Linked DNA regions of Mus musculus: region 2 is linked to region 1. A link is a contact called in public Hi-C data. All regions are on one chromosome and are shown on one strand. Each heading gives the region's core, a stretch centred on a gene start, on an enhancer-like site or on the middle of the called end of the contact. The rest is flanking DNA. Distances are from core to core; before and after follow the strand shown.

Region 1 (6,773 bases), core at 2,357-4,856:
ACTGGAAAGAGAGGCCCATTGGACTTGCAAACTTTATATGCCCCAGTACAGGGGAATGCCAGGGCCAAAAAGGGGGAGTGGGTGGGGTATGGGGGACTTTTGGTATAGCATTGGAAATGTAAATGGGCTAAATACCTAATAAAAAATGGAAAAAAAAATGTAGCACTTTCAGAAGCTGTCCCAGACACTGTTGCATATGCCAGAAAGATTTTGCTGACGGGACCCTATTATAGCTGTCTCGTATGAGGCTATGCCAGTGCCTGACAAATACAGACGTGGATGCTCACAGTCAGCTATAAGATGGAACACAGGGCCCCCAATGGAGAAGCTAGAGAAAGCACCCAAGGAGCTGAAGGGGTCTGCAACCCTATAGGTGGAACAACAATATGAACTAACCGGTAACCCCAGAGCTCCTATCTCTAGCTGCATATGTAGCAGAAGATGGCCTAGTTGGCCATCAGTGGAAAGAGAGGCCCCTTGGTATTGCAAACTTTATATGCCTCTGTACAGGGGAATGCCAGGGCCAAGAAGCAGGAGTGGACGGGTAGGGGAGCGGGGTGTGGGGTGAGGGTATAGCGAACTTTCAGGATAGCATTTGAAATGTATATAAAGAAAATAGCTAATAAATTTTTTTTAAAAATCAAAGAAAAAAAAGTAGCACTTTATCTACATCATGACAGTGGCCATGAACTTCCTGAAGGCTTCTACTGGTAAAGTCAAGAGAAATTCAGGCTTCCTCTCTGCATCTGCGGCTGTGGGATGGCCTCGCAGAGGTGAGGATTTGAGAGGATTTGAGCCTAGAAGCACATTGAAGTAAGGCAAGGGCCAGAGTAGCACTCAGAAGGTATGAGAAAGGGTTGCGGGGCTGGTTCCAAAGGTCCCCAAAGTGGAAGGAGACCAAAAGTAGAACCCAGATGTTTCCAGATCTACGTTATCTGTTCTCTGGGTTTACTATATGTCTACTGTACTTGTTAATTGGAAATTTCCCCTGTACTGATTAAAATTACTTTTTACCCTCCTGATAGGTTCCCTACAGTCATTTCAATGTGGTTTAAAATTCTCAGGGAGGCCATTTCTAAGGCTCCGTTAGTGTCTTCTTCCCATATGTTTGCTAGCACATTGATCAATTTCGTTTACTCTCAAAAAAAAAGACTTTATATTTTAAAAAGGATTAGTGTTTTTAATACATCACTCAGGATGAACTTATGATTATATTTATGAAAAAAGTAATGAATTGATCATGCATATGCTGACATTTTTAATCAATTAAGGGATATATACTAACCTAGCTCTGTCTACTATAAAACAGGAACGGCTCTCATATTTATGAACTTCACGGCTTTCAAATTTACAATCGCCCAGTAAGTCAAGCCTGTGCTGAGAGTTTTCCTTTTTAATTATCACCTAATAATAATTCTGAGCCTGTTTTTAAAGAACATTTGCAAGTTAACTTAGTGAAGAAACGGGCAGACTTGGTTTACTGGCTTGTTCTATCCATGTTTTCTCGAGTGTTGTTTTCCTAACTAAATCTGTTAGAAAATTCTTCCAGGCTGATTCAGAATTTCCGCTTCCTCCTGTCAAACACTAGTCTCCAAACCTTAGCACTTGGCCTGGTTTGACTGCAGCCTTCAGAGTTATACACACAGCATCAGCCTGATTTTCTGATATTCACACTGGCCCACTTTCCCCAGGTGAACATTACATTGTCCAAATATGTAAGTTTTCTTTCTGAACATGTATTTTTAAACATCTGTGCTTTGCTAGAATTTCTGCTGTAGGTAATGAAGACTACTGCATATTCACATAAGATGAATCATTTCTTTTTTTTTGCAATGTAAATACAGAACTGCAAAATATGTTAAATATAATGCTAAGAATTGTTAGATAGTTGCTATCAAGCTGTGTATACTTAGTTGGAGAAAGTCTAATAAAATTAATATTACAAATATCATTGCCAGGCATAGTTGCTCAGCTCTGTAATCCTAGGACTCTGGAGGCTGAGGCAAGAGGATTTCTGTGAGGTCATTGTCATCCTGGGCTACCAAATGAATTCTAGGACAGTCAGAATTACATAGCAAGGCATGCCCCAACTTTCTAGTACAAATTGTATTGTATGCATTTAGAAGTGAAATGATTCCTAGATGAGAGGCAATAGAAAACTGAGAATTGCATATTGGCAAGGAGATATGTGCTGCTGAGTACTAACGAAATGATGGTGCCTACATCTTGAATCTTTGAGAATAAGAAAGAACATCAGAGGGAAATGGAATCCTGTTTAACAGTCTGTTATTAGAGTATAATGACATTGAATCATTTTTTTGTCTTTCTTACAGAGAAATCTATATAGATCTTTGCATGTGAATATGAACAGACTAATTCCCATAAAATTATGATGGGAACATGTGAGTTATACATACATATCATGACTCTGAAACAACACAGATAAAAATGGATTAAAGAAAATAGAGATTATAGGTGAAATGCATTGTAGTGGGCACTTGTGGGGGAATAAAGCTACCTTATTGATCTCCTTTGTAATGATATGGAGGCTTAAGGGTGTGTGTGTGTGCGCGTTTGTGCACATGTGCTAGTGTGTGTGTGTGTGTGTGTGTGTGTGTGTGTGCTCTTTGATTGATCCTGGGTTTCACCTCATTTTCCTTGAATAACATTAGCTATCTATTATTTTCAGAGATTATATACCAATAAATAAATTGTTAAAATCTGAGAGCATAAACTTGCTCAATTCTGGTTAGGACTTTGTTAAAAACACATTCAAACAAACTTATTATTATACATGAACTCAAGACGAAAAAAATCAAATTTGCAGGCTAATGCTTCAAACTGTTATTGAAGTGTGTGACTTTCCATATTCTGTGTTATCAGTAATTGTGCATTTCTCCTTTACCTGATATATGAAAAGCATACAGGATCCGGTACTGTTGGATCTATATTGTTTATCTCTATTCCTGAATGTAGTAAGAAATCAGTGGATATGTATCTGAAGTAGGTATAGGTGCAGGGGAAAAGCATCCATGTAATGTTGAAGATGCTAGCTTACTGCCAAGGGATGCAGGAACCCAGTTCTGAATTTGGAATTAGAATGATTTCCACTCCCTTAATATTATTTCCTGATCTTAAATCAAAGGCTATTTGAAAATATGCCCCAGTTGTGTTTATTAGGAAATATCTTTCTGGATTACAATGATATTTTTCTTACTTTCCATGTACAAATATTTTTCTGATGATACTATAATTGGATACAACTCAAACTAAATTCTTTGCTGAGTCTAAAGTGTAGCTATTGTTTTTAGTTAATGCTGCAATGTTATTTTTCAGTGTTACTCTTGACCATTCCAGATAGTGTCAAATGAATCACTTTTAGTAATATAACCATCATAATATTTTGAAGAGAGATTTGTGGTGGAATTCACCCTGACTTTTTAGCTTATTTAAACCAACCCTATGCAACAAGTGGTTGACTATAGGAAAGTGCTGGCACTGACTACATCAGAGTCTGCTATGATTCCTGGTGTCCCTGTGGTTCAGAGATTAGTTCAGTACTTACCAAGTGTTTTTGTTTCAGGAAAGTGTGCCAAAGTCTGCCATTGTGTTGCATCAGAGCAAAGCATGTTTGCAAAGCTATCCAGTCAGTCTGTGTACCTCGGTCACCCTGGAGATGTCTGGAAGGAAGAAAAATAAAAAATTTAAAAAATGAGTGTGTCAAGAGAGAGGACATAATATTTGAGAAATAATCCCAGAGGAGAAGAAAAAGGTTGGAACAAAACTTCAGTAATACCAAGGAAGAGAAAAGAAGGGAAACAGACAACAACAACAGGCAGAATACTTGTTTGTCAATGTGAATTTCTCAGATGAAATCTTTAGAAGAAAAACTGATCTCACTGGAGTCTGTGATGTTTTTTTTCCCCTGACTGGAATTCTATGAGAAACTCTCATATTAACAACAGCAGCTACAAGATGGCTGCCACCAGCATCCTGAGAGCAAGATACATTGGGAGAGGTACTGATCTGGCACAGACACTTCAGAAGCATTTAGAACCATGGGGCTGTTATTTTTGCAAATGAGAAGATATAATTAAACCAAACTGGGCCTGAGTTACATCTTTAGTCTTCTGTGTGGTATGAAAAATGTTCAGAAGCAGAAGGTTTCTCAGCAAAGGGACAAGTGTGTCAGTCACAGATCCACCATGCTGAGAGACACTGCTTGGAGAAGCATTCTTAGGATGTCCTTATCTTGGATATAGCTGAGTCCCCATCTTGGAAAAAGCCGAGTCTCTGTATCATCTCCAGTGCAAAACATCAAAGCAAAGCCAACATCCTTAACTGAGCAGACAGGACAAGTATCAATTCTGACCAGGTATGTAGGAACAAAAGCAGATGCAGATGTAATGATACCAACTTACTGACTCAAGACCCTCTTCTTTTTTGGCTGATAAAGAACAGGATTCTCTGGTATTCAACTATATGCATATATTTCTTGGATGAGTTGAATACATATCTATGTAAAACTTGTGAGTGTGTGTGAGAGCATGTATGCCAATGTACATATACTATGTATGTGCTGGTGGAGAGGTGGTTAGTGCTGAAATCAAAAAAGACAGATAGCCTTCATCTGTAGCAGGTGAAGTTAATGAACAATTTCTGGTTAAGTGCTAAAGCAATGGCTTGCACTATCAGTCAATGTATTAATTCAAGGTCTCCAGAAAAATAAAAGCCAAGGATATATATTTATATGAGAGATTTATTACTAGTATTGGTTTATATAACAATGGGGGAAAGTCCAACAGTAAAGTCTGCAAGCTGGACAAGCAGAAAAGCCATTAACACAATGCAGATGGAATCCAAAGACCTAAGAATTAGTAAGAGTCCACAAGGAAACCTAGCCTGAGAATTTAAGTCAGTGGCTATGGTGAAAGCCTATGATTATGAAGGCTGAAGAGATGGGAACACAAATACACAAGGGTTGGAGAATATAGTATAAGAGCAAACCAAATTCACCCATTGTACTGGCTGGTCCTGTGTGTCAACTTGACACAAGATAGAGTCATCATAGAGAAAGGAACATAAGCTGAGGAAATACGTCCATGAGATCCAGCTGAAAGGCATATCCTCTATTAATGATCAGTGTGGAAGGGACCAGCTCATTGTGGATGGTGCCATCCCTGGGCTGAGGTCCTGGGCTCTAAGGAAAGCTGAGCAAGCCAGGTGAAACAAGCCAGTAAGCAGCCTCTGCATTAGCTCCATCCTCCATGTTCCTGTCCTGATTTCCTTCAGTGATGAACAGCAATATAGAAGTGTAAGCCAAATAAACCCTTTCCTCCCAAGTTGCTTTGGTCATGGTGATTTTTTTTCACAGCAGTAGTAACTCTAACTAAGATGACCTACCATTTCCATAAGGCCTTAAATAGATAGAATTCCACTTGCCTTTACCAGGAGGAATAGACAGTCATTGGTCAGTTGTGGAATACCATCACAGAAAAATTCACATACAATGTTTTAGCCTATTAACTTGAACACTAAAATTATTCCACACAATGGACCAGTGAAAACCATCTTTTCCTTTTTCCTAGTCAGATGATGCTGAAGGAAAGATTAGGAGATGTTATAAAAATAAGTAACATTTCTGTTTGTAAATATGCATAATTATGAGTAAGTTGGCACCCTGCTAACTTAGGCTAAATATGCAATTACAAGAATGAAGAGTAAAATTATAACAGAATGTCAAAATCTGCTTTTTAAAAGAGAGAGGAATCCATTCTTGCTACTTTTTTCACCTAACTTCCTACCACAGTATTCATATTCTACCCATGTAAATAGTCATTAATGTCTGCAAAAGAGATGAAAAAGGACATTCCTGGGATGAGCTTTTGTTTAAGCTTGGCCAGGCTTTTATGAATACAATTTATCTTACCAAAATTGGACCTCCTTAAGGATTTGTTGCCTTCTGAAGGAGGAAGTGTGAATAAGACAAGATCATGTGGGCAAGCATTTTATGCCTTGTTAAGGAAAATAGGACAGATACATGTAAGTTCATAAGGCCAGGCAATTAAATAGTGTGACACCTGCCTGGTGAAAGAGGAAAATGAAGCATAAATGTCTCAGTCCAGGGGGACCAAGTCTGATGGAAGAAATTGTTTCTTAAGTTACAACACAGGTATTATACCTGCAGGAAAACAAGAAAGGAAGACTTCTAAGGTCAAGGGAATTCAAAGAACACAAAGGATTAAGTAAGAAAATAAGCTTGTGTCTCACACTGATCATTATTAAACAAAACAAAACAAAACAAAACAAAACATTTTTCCACAAATTTTCTATGTATTTGGTCTTATATATTCTAGATTGAATTGATTTTCTTTCCACCGTTGTTTTATTTTCTCCCTTTATTCTTTACTACTTCTACTCATAAACTCCTCTAAGTCTCCTTTGGTTACATGGACAGTCACCAAGTCACCATGAACATAGCCAGCATTGAAAGCAGCATCAGATCCTTCATGTTTCTCAAAAGAATGTGACTGGCCTGCAGCCATGGTCTGTAGGTTTGACCCTAGGGTCCCACTAGTGAGATGATTCTTGTTATTTGGTGTAGTGCACGGTTATTGTAGGATTAGGCTCAGGTCCTGCTGGGAGCAGTAATGCACAGAATTCTTTTGTCTTCTGTGCAGGCAAGCTAATCTACCTGTGGATGAAACCAGGGCAGTAAATACAGCATCTTACTTAACTAGTGTGCTTTAAAAGTCTAATGCTTGAAAGACATG
Region 2 (6,174 bases), core at 3,273-5,772, 650 kb before region 1:
TGGTGCTGGGTTGATCCTGCTTCCCAGCATTGCCAGGAAAATAGTTCAATAAGTCAGGAGTTTGCAGCTGTGGCTGTCTGAACACGACAGAGCCAGGAGATGCTCTGGGCTGAAACTCCTGAGGTCCTACCGCTTCCCATGGAGCTACTGACTTAACGGCTTCCAGGAGGCCAAGGAGCTTTCGTTAAGAGTGTGACCCTGTATGAGTAGACAGATCTCCTCCAACGGCTGGTCCCATACTCCTTAAGCCTATGGGCAGTATACATGGGACTTGGCAGGACACTCTTTAAAATGAGGATGTGAAATTGGAAGGGTGTTGGGGAGGGAAATGAGTACGATCAAAACACACTGGAGATAATTCTCAAAGAACTAGTGAAAACTCCCTTTAAAAGAAAACCGGCTTTCCTCATAGTTAACTTCCTCCCATATCCCTAACTACCTTTACAGTTAACGGCTATTATAAAATGTTTCTCTAAATCTGCAAATACCAGATGTATATGTTTATTAACTCAATGCTTTGTGTTTTTAAATAACTGCTCAAATAACTTCTAAGCACAACCTTCCAACTGGCCTTTCAACAAACCACAAGATTGTGTTACTGCTGGACACTGGACCTCTTCCCAAACTCTACCTATAGACAACTGGAGCTCAAGAAGACGCTTCCGGTCTTGTAACAACAGGACAGCACTTCAATGGTACAGGCCTTTTAGTCCTCTGTTCCAGAAAAGGTTCATAGGCCACCGCCACCCGCTCACAAACAACTGTGGTTTTAAAGCAATTGAAAAACAGGAAATCGCTTTTATCTGTTCTACCTGACTGTCCTAAAGCTCTCATAAGATAGTCACGACCACTGGTAAGATGGCACGGAAAATAGCATGATATGCTCACAAGAAGAACTTCTGCCTGGCACTCAGGCATTCACCGAGGGCACCCAGGAAAATTTGCCATGAACACTTCACTTACATCAAAGTGCTAACAAAGGATTTAACCATCTGTATTACCAATTCAACATGGAACCTAGTTACTTGACCAGGTTTCAGTTTAGACTCACCGGAACAAACCTCCAGGCTTCCTGTTAAACACCTCCCCGGACCCCCACCACCCCATCCCCTTACCCTCCACCTGCCTCCCTTCACCACTGTAACACAGAGGAACTGAGATTCTATTTAAATGCAATGAATTGCAAGGCCTACTTCAATTAACTGCCATCCCCTCACTTTAAACCGAGTCAACTGTAAAGTTCCCTAGGGCTAATGGCCCAGTGAGGGCCACCGCATATGTGGGTCATGGGATGTTCATGCCAAAGCAGTGATCCAAATGTAGAATACAACCCCAAAATAAGGTCCTGTAAGGAACTCCGCTTGCTTTGTATTATTTTTATTTTTTTTGTAGACGATGTGCATGGTAATTTGGAACTTTCCTAGACTCAGAACACTCCTACCAGAAGAATCCTATCCACGGTTTCTATGGCTATCTCCCAGAAGCCTCCGCCAGGCAGCACAGGCTATGCCTGTGAGTCTGACGCGCAGTGTGAAGAGAGGTGCCTTTCTCAAAGGAGTACAGTATGTTTGATGCTTACTACAGAAACTTCGTGCAAAATGAACTCTAAAGTACAAGTCCTTACTGCAGCAGGGAAGCTAGCCACTTCTCTAGGGTGTGCCCCACCTTCCTGGGGTACACTTTAGGAGGCACACAGAGAGGTTAACACCCTGGGGTGCCAGCCCAACCTGCAGCATCCCTGGCCTGCTGCACGGCACTTGTTCTGTGTTTATAATTCATCATTCTGCTTGCAGGTCGGCTTCCTGCTGATGCCCGCCCAACCCCCTCCCTCCCCACTGGACAAACACCTGCTTCACAACTGAATATTCACTGGGTGACTAACCTTGTAGGTGTTAATATCTGAGTGAGGCATTATGTGTCCTAAGAAATATTATACATTCCTTTAAAAAGATGTATATGCATGCAGTGTTTCCCCCTGAATCCCAGGAAGACACACCCTTTATCAGAAAGGGCACAATGACCAAGGTCAGGTGTCTGAGCTAAAAGGAAGTTAATTTTTCTCCGAGGTCACCAGGCACTCATTAACAAGGTCAGTTAGAATTGAGTTCTCTAGGGACCCAGATGAGAATTTTTTTTTAACTTCCCATCGCATTAAACACATAACTTAGTGTGTTTATGGTATTTCAATTCTTTGTAAAGCCTTGACTGTGAATTCAGCAAATCTTAACAGGGGAAATGGCCGTGATTAGTCACTATTCATTCTGGTGGGTCAAAAAAGTAAGTCAGAAACTGAAAGAGAAGATAAAAGCAGAGAGCATGCACACCACAGGCGGCCCCTTCCTGCATCTACTGTCATTTTCTGCAAGCATCGTGAAGTTAAAAATAGAAAGGAAAAGAGGGGACAAAGACTAGAAATGTTCCTTCCTTGATCTAGAAAAACATTACATTCTCTATACATGGGGCAGGCTGAAAGGGCTGGTAAATTTCCCACCTTCACACTAATTAGTATCCTCAAATTTACCTCAGAAGTGTGAATGAGACTAAAGGAGAACACCAAACCTTACCAAATGAGCAGAACTGACAAGTGACTTGTACTCTTTTCACATCAATGCCCACGTTTAGAAAGTTAAGGCAGACGTTTAGATTCGCTGTAACTCTCCCATGTTAACCTAACCTTAAAATTCTTTAACTCAGGACCTCCTCTAAGACAAGGTCTTCGAGAGGGTAGGCAGCACACACAGGCACCTATCAAAGGCCGGCTAGGTGGAGATGGAGCAGCTACACGCTTATTCAACAACTCTGTCCTGTCCATTCAGACCCTCACAGGGGAAAAAAAGAAAACCAGAGGGAACAAGTGAGGCTCTGGAAGAAACAACAGAAAAAGGGGGAGGGGGAGGAGGGAGAGAAGTTAGTTTAAACAGCATCACAAACACAAGGGGACAGCCAGCCAGAGGGTGAAAACCCACGATTTCTGAACAAGACTGAGGTCCAGTTACCATGAAGGGCGGAGCACTTGAGATCTGTAGCAGGTGAAATTTACAAACAGTAAAGCTATCGGGCAAGGTCCTGAGTGTGTGCCAGCCACCGGCTTAACCCTACATGGCAGGAAACTGACTTTCAACCATCTTCCTATCATTCTCCTTTAAGACTAAAACCAGGAAGGGGAGGCAGGCAGCAGAGGGTTAGGGGGTGGGGGCAGGGCAGTCACCTAATCCTACTTTATTTCCTTTTCCATGTCTTTGGCTACATTTTTTACTTTTTACAATAATAAGAAGAGCCACTGTAGCTTTTGACCTTATAAAGCACTATCCAAAGCAGTTTCTCTTAGCCTGAAATTCTCTCAATTCCCACTGCCCAACACAGTAGCATCTAATTGCGCCCAGCCGCTGAGCAGCTGGAATGTGGCCAGGCTAACTGAGAAAGTGGAGATTTCAGAATGAATTTAAATAACTTAAAAAGGCACTGGTCATTTTTGCTGCTTTCAATAGCCTCTTGTTCCAAATTACATGCCAACATGTGGCTCAACAATGTTCAGAATATGTTTGTGGTTAAAAAGCTAAAGATACAATTCAATGACGAATACATCCGTTATCAAAATCCAGGCTTGTAAACATTTGCCCTACAAATGCAACGTTTTCCGCTGTTCTGGCGTGGGGGCCACCACTCTCTGTCCTCCAATCCTCAGACTCCGTCCTTAGAATTCAGTTCACAGAGTTCAGCCGGAGATGAAGAACCCTTGTCATTGTCACTTTATAGCTTTGCCTAATACCCCCCCAAAATCACATCTTTGTGTTCAACCTGACTTCCGAAAATTAATTTGTTTACCAGCACACGCTTTTTGCATTTGATGGCTTTTCTGATGGTTTAAAGTTGAAAATTAAGTTGCTAGGCCCCGGTGACGCTGCCGTAATATTTAACCAGCTCAGAGTTCCCCAGTTGTTCTGCCTGCATTATTACTCAATGTGCTTGTCAAAATGGCCTCCCCAAATGTATCCTCTGAGAGAGACACAAAGCTCTTGCCCTCGACGGTAAGACAGATCAGAGGTGAGGGGTCTAAGTTATGTGAGGGGTCTAGGTAATGTGACAGTGCTAACAATGTTTATAAGTCTGTTCGGTGCAAGCACTCTTTCATGTATACTTTTAAAAAAACAAATAAATAAGCCAAGCTGTAGAAGGGCCAGAAGACGTGACCTCTTGGTTGACAGCTGTCACAGGTCCTTTCCTGGTGCTTGTAAGCAGTTACACCTAGGGGGACCAGCCAGCCTGTTATCATGGCATCCCAGCTGCTTCAATACAAAGGTGGCCTGAGGCAGCTGCACTCTGGCCACTAGGCTTTCGAAACCGTGGTTTTGGTAAAGGCACAAACTTCTTCAGCAGGTTTGTCCCAGTTAAGACAGCTCCAGGCAACTCAGAAGACCTCAGAAGCAAGCAAGGGAAGACTTAGTGGCCTCCAGGTCACTTCTACAGCTGCCCCAGGCCCAGGCTCCGCCTTTTAACAGCTGTGCTTGATTAGGCACAAACCCAGGAAGGCGCCTCTCCTAGTGACTCAACAGAAAGCTTGCAAATTCCCAACCTGAGGGCTCTGACTGGTCCCTAACTCAAGGCATTTGACGTGCTGAACTGGAAACTGTGCAGTGACCTGTGGAATTACATAGGAACTCAAGAAATGCCACGATCCTTTTCCAAATGTATCATCAGGCTGTGCTTTCATGGGCTCTAGTAAAGGGTTGTCATATCACAGGTCAAAAAGAAAAAGCTGAGCTGGCCACAGGGAAAAGCAGCACCTTTTGTTTTGTTTTGTTTTGTTTTTTGGTGGTAGAGTTAGCGGCTGCTTTCAGTTTTGTTTGGGGAGACTGGATATCCCTAGCTGCCCCAGATCTTGGGTTCCTTTTGCCTAGGCCTCCAGAATCCTGGCTTTACAGGTGTGACCCACCACCCCCTGCTTCCTTTTTAGCACAATAATTGGGTGCTTCCTTTGGTGCCAGGCTAAGCATTCTAGGAATCAGAAACATTAAGGAAAATCAAAATAAGATAAGCCCTAGGGGCAGTCAGTAAAGTGGTTGAGCAACCTTTAGACAAAGAGCTACCAGAACTAAGAGGCAAACGTTATTGTGAGCCTTGGGTATGAATGCTAACTTCCTATACAAAATGTATATGGAAATATTTACAAAGCAATTTGTCAAAAGAGAAAGGAGGAACTGGTCAGGGAAGAGACTGAGACGGGGCAAGGAAGGTGTTTCCTTTCCTATACTAGAATTCTCAAGGAAGGGATCTTCAGTTCTTAACAAATCTTTTACTTGAAACTTTATAGCCTTAAAAATACGTTAAAACTCAAAGCAAAAGATATAGGAGAACAATTTACTGGGTGGAAATTTTAGATGGAAAAGAATCCAATACAGTATTTCTTTCTCTTTCCTTCCTTCCTTCTTTCTTAAGATTTATTTATTTGTTATTTATATGAGTATACAGTAGCTGTCTTCAGACACACCAGAAGAGAGCATCAGATCCCACTATAGATGCTTGTGAGCCATCAGGTGGTTGCTGGGAATTGAACTCAGGTCCTCTGGAGCCATCTCTCCAGCCCCCAATACAGATTTCTAAAGCCTGAACTATGCAGCCATTGACAAACATAAATAAGACTTATAGATATATATGTGTATATATATATATATATATATATTTTATATTTATATTTTATATAAGTATGCTGTCTTCATGCACACTAGGAAAGATGTCAGATCACATTATACATAGATAGTTGTGAGTCACTACGTGGTTGCTGGGAATTGAATTCACAACTTCTTAACCTCTAAGCCATCTCTCCAGTCCCACATTTTCGTTTTCATTTTAAACCACCACAGTGGCAAGTGGGAGACAACTTCTTCTAATAAGTTAAAGCAACTGGAAATGGAATGAATTTTATTCTAAATTAGAGTCCCACTACACAAACCATATTTCCTAGAAGTGGAGAGTGTTTAAAATTCCCGCCCAGGCAGGGGTGGTACACGCCTTTAATCCCAGGGAGTCCCTTGACTCCCTCATATACCATGTTCTACACTGTGCATTTCTCATTTACCATGTTATACAGTGTGACTCCCTCATATACCATGTTCTACAGTGTGCATTTCTGCCACCTGAGTAGAAATGTATGCCCTCAGGGGTTCACCTAAAAAA

Evidence for each region. A called contact is a pair of places that touch in the nucleus more often than the background predicts.
Region 2: a Hi-C map of adipose-derived mesenchymal stem cells shows a contact between it and region 1, with 1.6 times the contacts expected there. The contact joins two enhancer-like sites. A contact is called at or near these places in 1 of 484 Hi-C or Micro-C datasets (adipose-derived mesenchymal stem cells) and 2 of 115 datasets of contacts at active chromatin or transcription factors (astrocytes and vascular smooth muscle cells).

What each region holds. Positions count from the first base shown.
Region 1 is chr8:44,344,439-44,351,211 of GRCm38.p6, reverse strand. No RefSeq gene overlaps it. Among named protein-coding and RNA genes, the nearest start is that of Gm30397, 420 kb to the left of the region's middle. Within about 2 kb of position 3,606, at least 17 of the 459 cell types and tissues checked have an H3K27ac peak or open chromatin away from gene starts, as enhancers often do. A contact at or near this core is called in adipose-derived mesenchymal stem cells, where this site is marked.
Region 2 is chr8:45,000,104-45,006,277 of GRCm38.p6, reverse strand. The region is part of intron 2 of Fat1 (FAT atypical cadherin 1); the gene reads right to left. Among named protein-coding and RNA genes, the nearest start is that of Fat1, 53 kb to the right of the region's middle. Within about 2 kb of position 4,522, at least 113 of the 459 cell types and tissues checked have an H3K27ac peak or open chromatin away from gene starts, as enhancers often do. A contact at or near this core is called in adipose-derived mesenchymal stem cells, where this site is marked.